2 separate regions of the Anas platyrhynchos genome follow, and region 2 is linked to region 1. The links are chromatin contacts, called in public Hi-C maps. All regions are on one chromosome and are shown on one strand. The core of a region is the stretch at or near the end of the contact, and the rest is flanking DNA. Distances in the headings are between cores, read along the strand shown.

Region 1 (4,272 bases), core at 102-2,601:
GCTGGCAGGGGACAAACCCACACAAGGAAGCTCCCAGAGCTTGCTCGGCCACGGCCACGCATGCTGGCAGAAGGGGATGAGCAGCAGGGGAGAAGAAAAGGGGGGTGGCCTGGCATTGCACGCACACAGCCTCCCCGACAACTCTCCCCCTGCCCCCCAAGCAGGCACCAGACGTGCTGTCACCCTCGCCAAGACCCTGCAGAGCAGCAGCAAAAAAAAAAAAAGCCTCAAGTGTTTTTCTGCAGGCAGGCTGAGAAGTGGGGGTGTCGTGACCCCACTAGACAGCCCTGGGGACGGCGGGGACCCTGAGGCCAGCGTCCTGAACACGCGGGGAGCCAAACAAAGGGAGCGTCCCGCTGCGGGGTGCGAGCCCCCAATGCCAGCATCCCACTCCCCAGGCTGGGCTGGGTATTTTGGGGGGCACTGCAGATGCTGTCCTGGAGGGCGATCCTTCCATCCTTCGAGGCCTGGTGAGGGGCAGCAGGGGCTGTTCATTTTTGGGCTGTGCCGGTTTCGGGACAGAGCCTGTTCCAGGGCTGCAAGGGGCTGTGGGGAGCCCCCCGCTGCTGCCCCTTTGTTCCTGGCGATGCGGGTTGGGGTTGGGGTTGGGGTTGGGGTTGGGGTCGGGGCGGCTGCGGGGTCCCTGCGGCAAGGAGCCCGCTGTCTGGGGCCAGCTGTCCCCGAGGGGCTGCAGCCACTGCCCAAGGCACCAGAAGACAGCAGGGCACAGCCAGGCGATGCCCCACAGGCTATGGGGGACCCCATGGGGCTCACCCTACCCGGGGGTAAAGGGGGGGGGGGGGACCCCCGACAACACCGCACCCTGCTCGGGCACGGCAGCACCGAGCCAGCCCTTACCCAGCCTGCCGAAGGGGAGCCGGTTCCTCTCGCCCAGCATCAGGTTGAAGCGGGGGTTGTCCTTCCTGAGCCGCCTCCACTGCCCGCTGGCCAGGAGCAGCCGGGAGACCTCGGCGTAGACGCTGCTGTTCTCGTCCCGCACCACGAAGGTGTACATGGCGGCGGGGCGGGCGGGGGAAAACACCCCCCCCCGGACCCTTTACCCTACCCTACCCCGGGGACCCGCCGGCTTCCCCAGGCCCATGGGGCCCCGCCGCAGCTTAGGCAGGGCCCTGCTCGGCCACCGGCACCGCCACCTCCTCCTCCTCCTCCTCCCGTCCCGGCTCCGCATGGCCGGGGCCGCCCGCCCCTACGCGCCGCCGGGCTGAGCTCATCGCGGGGAGGGACCGCGCCGGGCCCCGCGGCCGGCGGGGCGGGGAGACCCCAAATCGGCCCCGGGTGGGGTAGGGGGGGGACAGGGAGGGACAAGGGGACACACAGGGGGGTGCTGGCCCTGCCCCTGCACCGCCTTCCCCGCGGCGACCCGGAAGCAGAGCGGGTTTTGCAGATGGGAGAAGATGGCGCTGCTCAGCGCTCCTTAGCCCGCATCGGGGTGCTGAGGGTAGATCGAGGCTGGTCGTGGTGAAAGGGAACGAAAAACAGGTGGCAGAGCAAGGTGGCAAGCGACAAAGGGCCTGGCCACCTCTGGGGGTGATGCTGGCCCCAAGCTGCGAGGCAGCGAGGATGGGGAGCTCTTACACCGACACTCGTCCTGGGTCCATCACACTCCTCAAATCCTGTGTTTCTTCTTGGCATCTTTCAGTTTTCCTGTACTTAACCTTCCCAAGCATTGTTATCTAGTTAGATTTTTTCTGTTTACTGAAAATGTCTTTCCTTATACCCATTGCTCCCGTCTTCCTCTTAAACAAGGCTGCAGCCAACCGCACCCATCTCATGTCACAAATTCACAACCTGGAGAGTTCAGATCTCGTAACAAACCTCTCAGTAATAAAAAGATATGAGTTCTTGATTTGGTTAATGCCCCGGTTTCCTTGCAGACCCTATATGAGAAACGCCATCAGCACTGCCTGCTTGTGTTGGTTGCTATAAATCATGATGCACTTCCAACAAATCAACAGTATTTTCCTGAAGGGAACTGAAATGTGTGGTAAATCGGTGATGACCAGCATGCTTTTTCGTCTTTGACAACGTGAGACGATACGTGACTCAAGGACAGGGAAATCTCATTTTAAAAACGGCTCCTCACCTACGTCTTTTTCTTCTGCTAAATTGAGCAAAATGTTCTTAATGAAATGTTCTCCACCTTATGGACAGTGACAACAATTAGTGTTTCCAAGTTGTTATCATAAAAGACCAATTTTATTAAAAGTCTAAGGAACATAGAAAACACTCAACTGTAGGCCAAATGGGCGATAACAAGATTCAAATGAAAAAGAACTGTCTATTTTGTATCATCTTTGACTGGATGCTGACATGGACGTTGTTTAAATGGGATGCTAATTCTTACCGACACAAATCTTGGGATACTGAATCCAGTCTTTTTGAAGCTTAAAGGTTTTTCCTGAATATAAAATTGGAACAATCAGAGCTTAATTTACCTCCCCAAGAAAAAAACGAAAAGGGTTTTAAAGCAATATTACCTCAACTGTGCCATTTAGAATTAAACCATTTTATTTTGTGTGTGTGAGTTTATGTACACCTCTTATGTGTGAGGAGTGGCCTGTGGGTATGCTCCTGCATGGACAGAGTGGGAATGGAAACCATCAACCCCACTCATTTGGGATCCCACTTGTCTTCCTTTTGACAAGGCTAAGGTGGTGAGAAATACATTAGGACATTAAATCCCATCCTTCTCCCACTCTGGAGAAAAAAAATAACCTTCTTTATTGAAAGTTTTCCTGAACTGGCACTTGCCAGGTTGTGTATCTCCCTCAGATACTTGCTGTAGCTAGGGCAATACTCTGAAACGGATCCCAAACACGTGTTCTGCATGTGGCACTTCTGAAAGAATATTATGATCTGTTACTGATGTCAGGGTGTTGCAACTTGCTGATATAAGAGCGATGATCTGCCTCTGGTGAGCGCAAGGCAGTACATAGGGAATTGCTCTTTTTTTTTCCAGGGATTTTGGATGGTTATTTGACCCAATCTTTGAGGCATAAATAATACACAAAATTATGTGTCTCACTGAGGATGAGGTTTGCTTTCCTTTTGTTAGCTTAAAGCAAAAGTGAACGAAATTTTTACTTGTTTCTACTAGGAGGCGCTCTTCGACCTAGAATTTGATGGGGCTCCTCATCTGTTTTCGGATACGCCGTTGGTTTGTGTTATCCTAATAGACCTGTGCGTGGCTTAGCTTAAAATACATCAAAGCCCCGGGAATCATGGTGTGTCTGGGACTCAGATGCTGAGGCCATTCTCTCTTCCCAATTTAGAAAGCTGCTCTTTGTCAGGGTTCCAGATTTATAGTTGGTGCCTTGTCTCTGTTATTTGCAGAAGTGCAAGATGCAAAGGCATTTCCTAAACTTAAGATCAATGCGTTAGATCAATAAGCAGAATGAAATCCGTTACTGAATTACTCAATATTACATTCAAAAGTTCCTGTAATGATTTTTTTTTCTTAATGGATATCACATATACACTAGATGTAAATAATCTGAAAAAAACTTCTTTGTGTATTTGGGACAAATGCTTGGAGTTATCCCATTCTCAGTGGAATTACTGCATGTACTTTTTGCTAGCTTTGACCCTCAGTGTGGAAAATCTCCAGACCACTTCCAAATTCAAGAAGTATTTGTAGCTACAGTTTATGGTTTATCCACCATCCAGTTAGATTTATTTCAGATGATAATTTTTTTTTTTTTGGACATTATTTATATTATTATTTTTGTACAATTCACACTCAGTGTTTTTTATTGCTGTTTTCTTGTGGCTTGTAAACCAATGGACTGTAGTTTCTGGAAGGCTGTGCAGTAATCTGAAACGTGCTGCTAGTCCATCAAGGCCAGAGACTGGAAGAGCTAAGCACAGGGTCCTTGCATGTCCAGACCCTATTAGACCTGAGTGTTCTTGCTCCTGGCCACACTACAGAGAGGGATTAGCTCCCTCCAGCTGGTTTCATGATCCACCTCCTTCCTTATATACCCTCAGCCTCAATTCCCTGCAGAGAGAGACGAGGAGGATGGTGAAGGCTCTTTAGTTGGCAGGTCAGAGCGTGGCTCAGTTTTGCAGTCCTACACAGAGTCTGTGGCTGTCCCACGGAGTCCCTCACTTCAGAAGAGACTGTAACGGCGTGCCCTCAGGGGCACTGGTTTGTAGTGGCTCCTTCACCCTGGAAGAAAAGAAGGCACATTTAGGCTGATGGACAGAAGACCAAGAAGCCTAACAGTCCCGATCCCTGCTGGGCTGTCCCTT
Region 2 (4,985 bases), core at 1,597-4,096, 170 kb after region 1:
TGCATGTGCTTAGGGACCACAGCTGTCAGGGAGGTTAGGGACTGACTGTGGCTGCAGCATCCCAGTAAATCCACAGGATGGTGTGGACTGTAATTACAAGCAAGCCTCACACTGTGAACTTGGGATGCCTCACAAGTACTTTTTGCTAAAATCACGTCAACGGCATGTGCTAGGTAGAGTACCATCCCACACCACGATGGCCACTCTATTTCTTGTGAGTTTTCTCAGCTGAGCCATGGTCACAGAATTTCTAGGTTGGAAGAGACCTCAAGATCATCGAGTCCAACCTCTGACCTAACGTTAACAGTCCTCCACTAAACCATATCACTGAGCTCTACATCTAAACGTCTTTTAAAGACCTCCAGGGATGGGGACTCCAGCACTTCCCTGGGCAGCCCGTTCCAATGCCTAACAAATTAGGATGTCCTTGGGATGCCATCTACTCTGAGGTCCCCTGTGATGTTCAGAGAGAACACGTGGTGCTGTCACACTGCTCACATGGTGTGCTGCAGTGGGTGCAGCTCCTGGGCAGCCTCAGCCCCTACCTCTCCTGGTAAAACTGCTCTTTTGGGAGCATACCTGCATCAGCTCTTGGAGCTATCAGCCAGGGCTCAGTTCAGTTAATAGCACCGAGGCTGGTAGGAGACAGCTAGGCAGGACTTGGAACTGATATTCCCTAGAAAAGGAAAACCATTGTGCTGCACTAGGCAGGCTATTCGTAGAAGGTTTTGCCAAACAGATGAAATTTTCCAGCCTGAGAACCACCCCCTCTCATTTTTATTTTTTTTTCCTCCATGATCTCTAACTGCAGCTGTTGCATCTTCAGTGCAAAGCCTGAGTCAAGTTTTGCATTTTTGTTATTCCCTGGATGTCAGGAACATCAGCACAGCTGCATGTTGACAGTGCTTTTTGCTTCCCATGCAGCTGTACCACCCCTCAGGCTTGTGGTTCAGGGAGGGGCTCAGCGTGCAGAGCTGGCACTGATGTGCTCAGTTCTTGAAATGCCAGGAGAGAGGTCACTTGGAAAGGACTTCAGGCCTGCTGCCTTTTAAGTTGATGCCCACTAATCACTCCAAGAAGGTAATGATATACGGAATGCTTTACAGAGGGATCAAGGGACACTCTTGGGGGTAGTTGAATCGTTTTTGAAAAGCAGAACTGCTGGACTCCTTCAAGCCTTTTGTGCATCCATGATTAACACAGGGATAATTTGCCAGATTGCAATTGTAACTTTGTCAAAACAGTTTCAGACTCAGTTTTACCTGTTGCAATTTGATGCAAAGGGCAAATGAAAACTTTCAAAAAGAGAAATAATTCCTGCCAGGGAAACAGTGCATCTCAACAGTGTGACTGCTGTGGCAGAGTCTAGTTGTGATGTACCCTACCTATGCCTGTCCATCTGGTGCTTACTTTGTTTTCCCACTCAAACTTACCAGTGAAACCTGATTGTGGTGCCTTTTCCCCCACTGAAGGCACAGACCATGATTTTCTTAATTTTAGGAAAGGAAAAACAATCTTTCCAGAGATGATGTGTTGTACAGATTGTTAAGCATTTCATTTTTTTTTTAATAATCATGCTTTAAACACATTTATTATCCTTGACCAAAATAAGTTCCTTGAGTGATCTCTGTATTCAAATTGTCATTAAAAGTATCTTTCTCTATGTGATGTGTTGGCTTTGTATCACGGGTGTCTGACCTTCCATCCCTTCAAGGATCTGGGGTTTTATTTATTCCTTTGGGTTTGCTTTTGCTTCTCCAGCTTATTTGAGTCTGTCAAGAAGAAAGACAAAAGAGTTTGAGATGATGATGTGTCACCCCGTAGTCCAAATTGCTGCTTTACTTTATTGCTTTTCTCGAAACAGTAGCTCACAGGAAATGAGTCGCTGCCAGAAAACTGCATGACAACTGAAGAAGGGGAAGAATTAGCGCTTGGTGCCTGAAAGCTGCACGTCTCATGTAAATCCTGAAGTCCCAGCGCTCTGCAATTATTTTCCTGTGCAATGGAAACAGAACAATTAAGGGGAGCAATTAGTTACCGTTAGTTAGTATGGATGGTTCTGCTGCTAATCTTGTGGGTTTTTGTTTGTTTTTCATAGAAGCATGCACAGCCTGCGCAACGGGGTGTGTGTGGGGAAGGTGAGACACGCAGTGCTGTGCAGGAGCGTGTAGCTGTCCCGCAGCTGAGGGAAGAAATGTGTTTCCAGGAGCCACAGGCCACTTGTAAATGCCAGGAACACCCTCTGCAGGATGTCTTGTCCACGAAAGAGCAGGGAAGATTGTGTTTCACCACCAGCATACCACACAGATGACACTACAGCTGTATTGCAGGGACGGACACTGAACATCCTCGTTAGCCACTGCTCGGGTTACCTCCAGCAGCTGCCTCTGGAAAGCTTCCCAACTCCACACTGGGAAGCATCTCCTACAAGTTCCAGGAAGAGCTAGATAACAAGGCAGGTGCCCTGGTGATCCATTTATTTGGGAATTGGTAAAGTGGAGACTGTTTTCCAGCCTAACACAATTATAATCAGGGGCTGCCTCTGTAGCCAGCTAACGCCACAGCAACTTATCTCAGTAACAAGCTTCTGCTTTTAAGCTAGGCTGGTACAAAATGTTCATTTTCACCTCAAAAATGGGAAATTCGGGACGGGGAATTATTCCCAAGTGAGTTTAGAAGCTTATAGCAGTGAGCTTGCCCCTGCTCCGTCCTGGATGGGCGGATTTGGGGCTGTTCAGCCACTTTTGGAGCTTCCCCTCTCCTCTTCCTCCTGCTTGGTGCCCCAGTGCCCCCTGGTGGATAACGGGGGGGCTCCGTGAGGGGGCTGAGCCGAGGGGGGGGCTGCGCTGAGCCGGGACCGGGCCTCGCTTGGGGAGCCCGGAGCCTCACCGGGAGCCTCCCGGAGCCCCCGGGGTGGCCACCGGAGAGCGGCCCCGGGGCTACCGAGCACGCAGGCGCCGCCGAAGCCGAGCTGGGCGGGCCCGGGGGCGGGCAAAGGCCGGGGCCGAGGCCGGGGGCTGGGGCCGGGGAGGATGAATGAGGCCGAGGGGCTGCGGCAGCGCCGGCCGCTCCGCCCGCAGGTCATCACCGAGGACAGCCCGGCGCAGGAGGCCAAGGAGGGCAGGTGGGGCTGCGAGGGGGTGGGGGGGAACCGGCCCCGGGCTCCTCCGAGGGCTTCGTGCAGGGCTGGGCTCCCTGGAAAGTATTGGCTTAAGGGGTGGCTGCTTTGGGGGTTTTCTGGCCTTTTTTGGCCTTTTTTCTCCTCTTTTTCGTAGTGCTCGTGCTTGGTTAGCGAAGCGATGCTGGTGACCGTGCGGTATTTGTGGGTGTGTGGGCACCGTGCAACGCCTTGGTTGGGGTCTGGGAAGGGCTGCAGGAGGAGGCTGTGGTGTAACGAGCAGCCTGCGTGTGTTTCGGACTCTCGTAATACCCTTGTGAAAGCGTTGTTTGCTTGCGGCGAGGTTCAAAGTTCTGCTTGTAGCTTTCTGCGCAGGCATTTTGCTCAAAGTTGGCTTGGCTGTAACAGCAAGGTGGTAGCTGCCATCAGAAAGCAGGGTTTGGGCCCTGCTGAATGACCTGTGTGATGACGAGCACCGCTCTGGCTCCCCGCGTCTCCTCTTTGAGCACCTCACAGGTTCTCCTCTCTGCCCTTCGGGGCCATCAGGCCGAGGGAGGCGCTTTTGGCTGTGCGGTGACCTGCACACACAGACCCCTTTCCACCAGCATCACTTAGCATGTCTTCCTGCCTTCACCCTCCCTTGCTAACTTTTCTCAAATCAGTTGTGTTTCTAGGACTCCAGCAGCGATCCAGAGTATCCATCGCCCCAGCAGGTCCTCAGGAGGATGAGGCAGCTCCGGGTTGCTGGTTGTGGTGACCTCTAGTGTCTTCTTGTCAGCCTGCTGTCTTCAAGAGCTGGTGCAACAGCTTCTCTTCTTAGGTTCTCAGTGCCAACTGACTGACTGTTGTTATACCTGGAGCCTGGGAAGTTGTATCCTTGAGATCTGTGGCTGGAGTCCGTGCGAGTTTAATTTTCAGAGACGCAATTAGCTAAGGACCTCCGTTTTGTTTATCAGTGTTAGTAAACTAACTTCAGCGTTTCTTTCTAGCAACCAGTCCCTGACTTACAGTTGTCTGTATTCGGTATTGGGTATGTTCCGTTTGCTTGCTTTTGCAGTGATCCTCGGCATCTGACTTCTCAAGTGTTTGCTGTTGTTTGTTTGCTTTTCTTTAAATTCTTGTGGTTTCAGCAGGATCTAAAGTAGGTCTTGCAGTTTGCAGGCTTGAAGTGCGATTTTGCACGTCACCTCATTCTTCCTGCTTCTTTCCTTTATTGTCAATTCCTTGCAAGTTTGAGTGAGGCTCAGAAATATGACCTTTACTTACACCATGCTTTCAGGAGCTTTAATTAAGTTGGCTTTCGCAGATGAGTTCCTATTCATCTTTATTAGCTTCCTGTTGTGTGAGCTGTTCTCAGCTGTCACAAAGATGCTTAGGTGACTGCTGACAGCACTTTTAATCTCACAGCATTGAGCCATCATCTTTTGAAGGACAGTGGAAGGGCAAGGCTGACAGCTGAAGTCTTTGTATAAACCTGGGGGCCCTCTCATATCTCTTCTACTCTCTCCTTTCCAAATCCAAAGGGAAAAAGACTGGAATGCTGCTTCCCCGAGACACGTAGTGTTAGAACAGATAGTGCTGAAATCTGGTGGTTCATTGCAAGGTCAGCCTGGCCCTAGGGAATTACGGAGAGGTCAGTCAATGTGGATGAGAAAGCTTATTTGAAGCAGTTTCTGTATCTGCTCACGTCATCTTGGATGGAGACAGGCTGACTGCTGTAACGTTGCTGAAGTGCACGAAGGGGATGCTGCACTCTTGAATGTGAGAAATAAAATTGATTTATAAGTATGTCTGAGAGCAGGACCCAAGCAGGGTTTGCTGGTGGTGCATCCTCGGAGTGGTCGCCTCGTCAAAGCCTAGGTCTAGG

What was found. Hi-C and Micro-C count contacts between places; a contact is called where the count stands out from the background.
Region 2: a Hi-C map of subcutaneous adipose tissue shows a contact between it and region 1, with 3 times the contacts expected there. The contact joins the promoter of APMAP here to the promoter of TTL in region 1. A contact is called at or near these places in 4 of 8 Hi-C or Micro-C datasets (liver, skeletal muscle and subcutaneous adipose tissue).

What each region holds. Positions count from the first base shown.
Region 1 is chr3:15,374,478-15,378,749 of IASCAAS_PekinDuck_T2T, forward strand. TTL (tubulin tyrosine ligase) reads right to left here and starts at 1,352. Exons shown (of 7, transcript XM_027453543.3): 1 at 859-1,352. The coding sequence starts at 1,015. SLC22A7 (solute carrier family 22 member 7) reads right to left here. Exons shown (of 10, transcript XM_027453544.3): 10 at 3,665-4,189. The coding sequence ends at 4,126.
Region 2 is chr3:15,543,248-15,548,232 of IASCAAS_PekinDuck_T2T, forward strand. APMAP (adipocyte plasma membrane associated protein) reads left to right here and starts at 2,847. Exons shown (of 9, transcript XM_027453550.3): 1 at 2,847-3,124. The coding sequence starts at 3,033.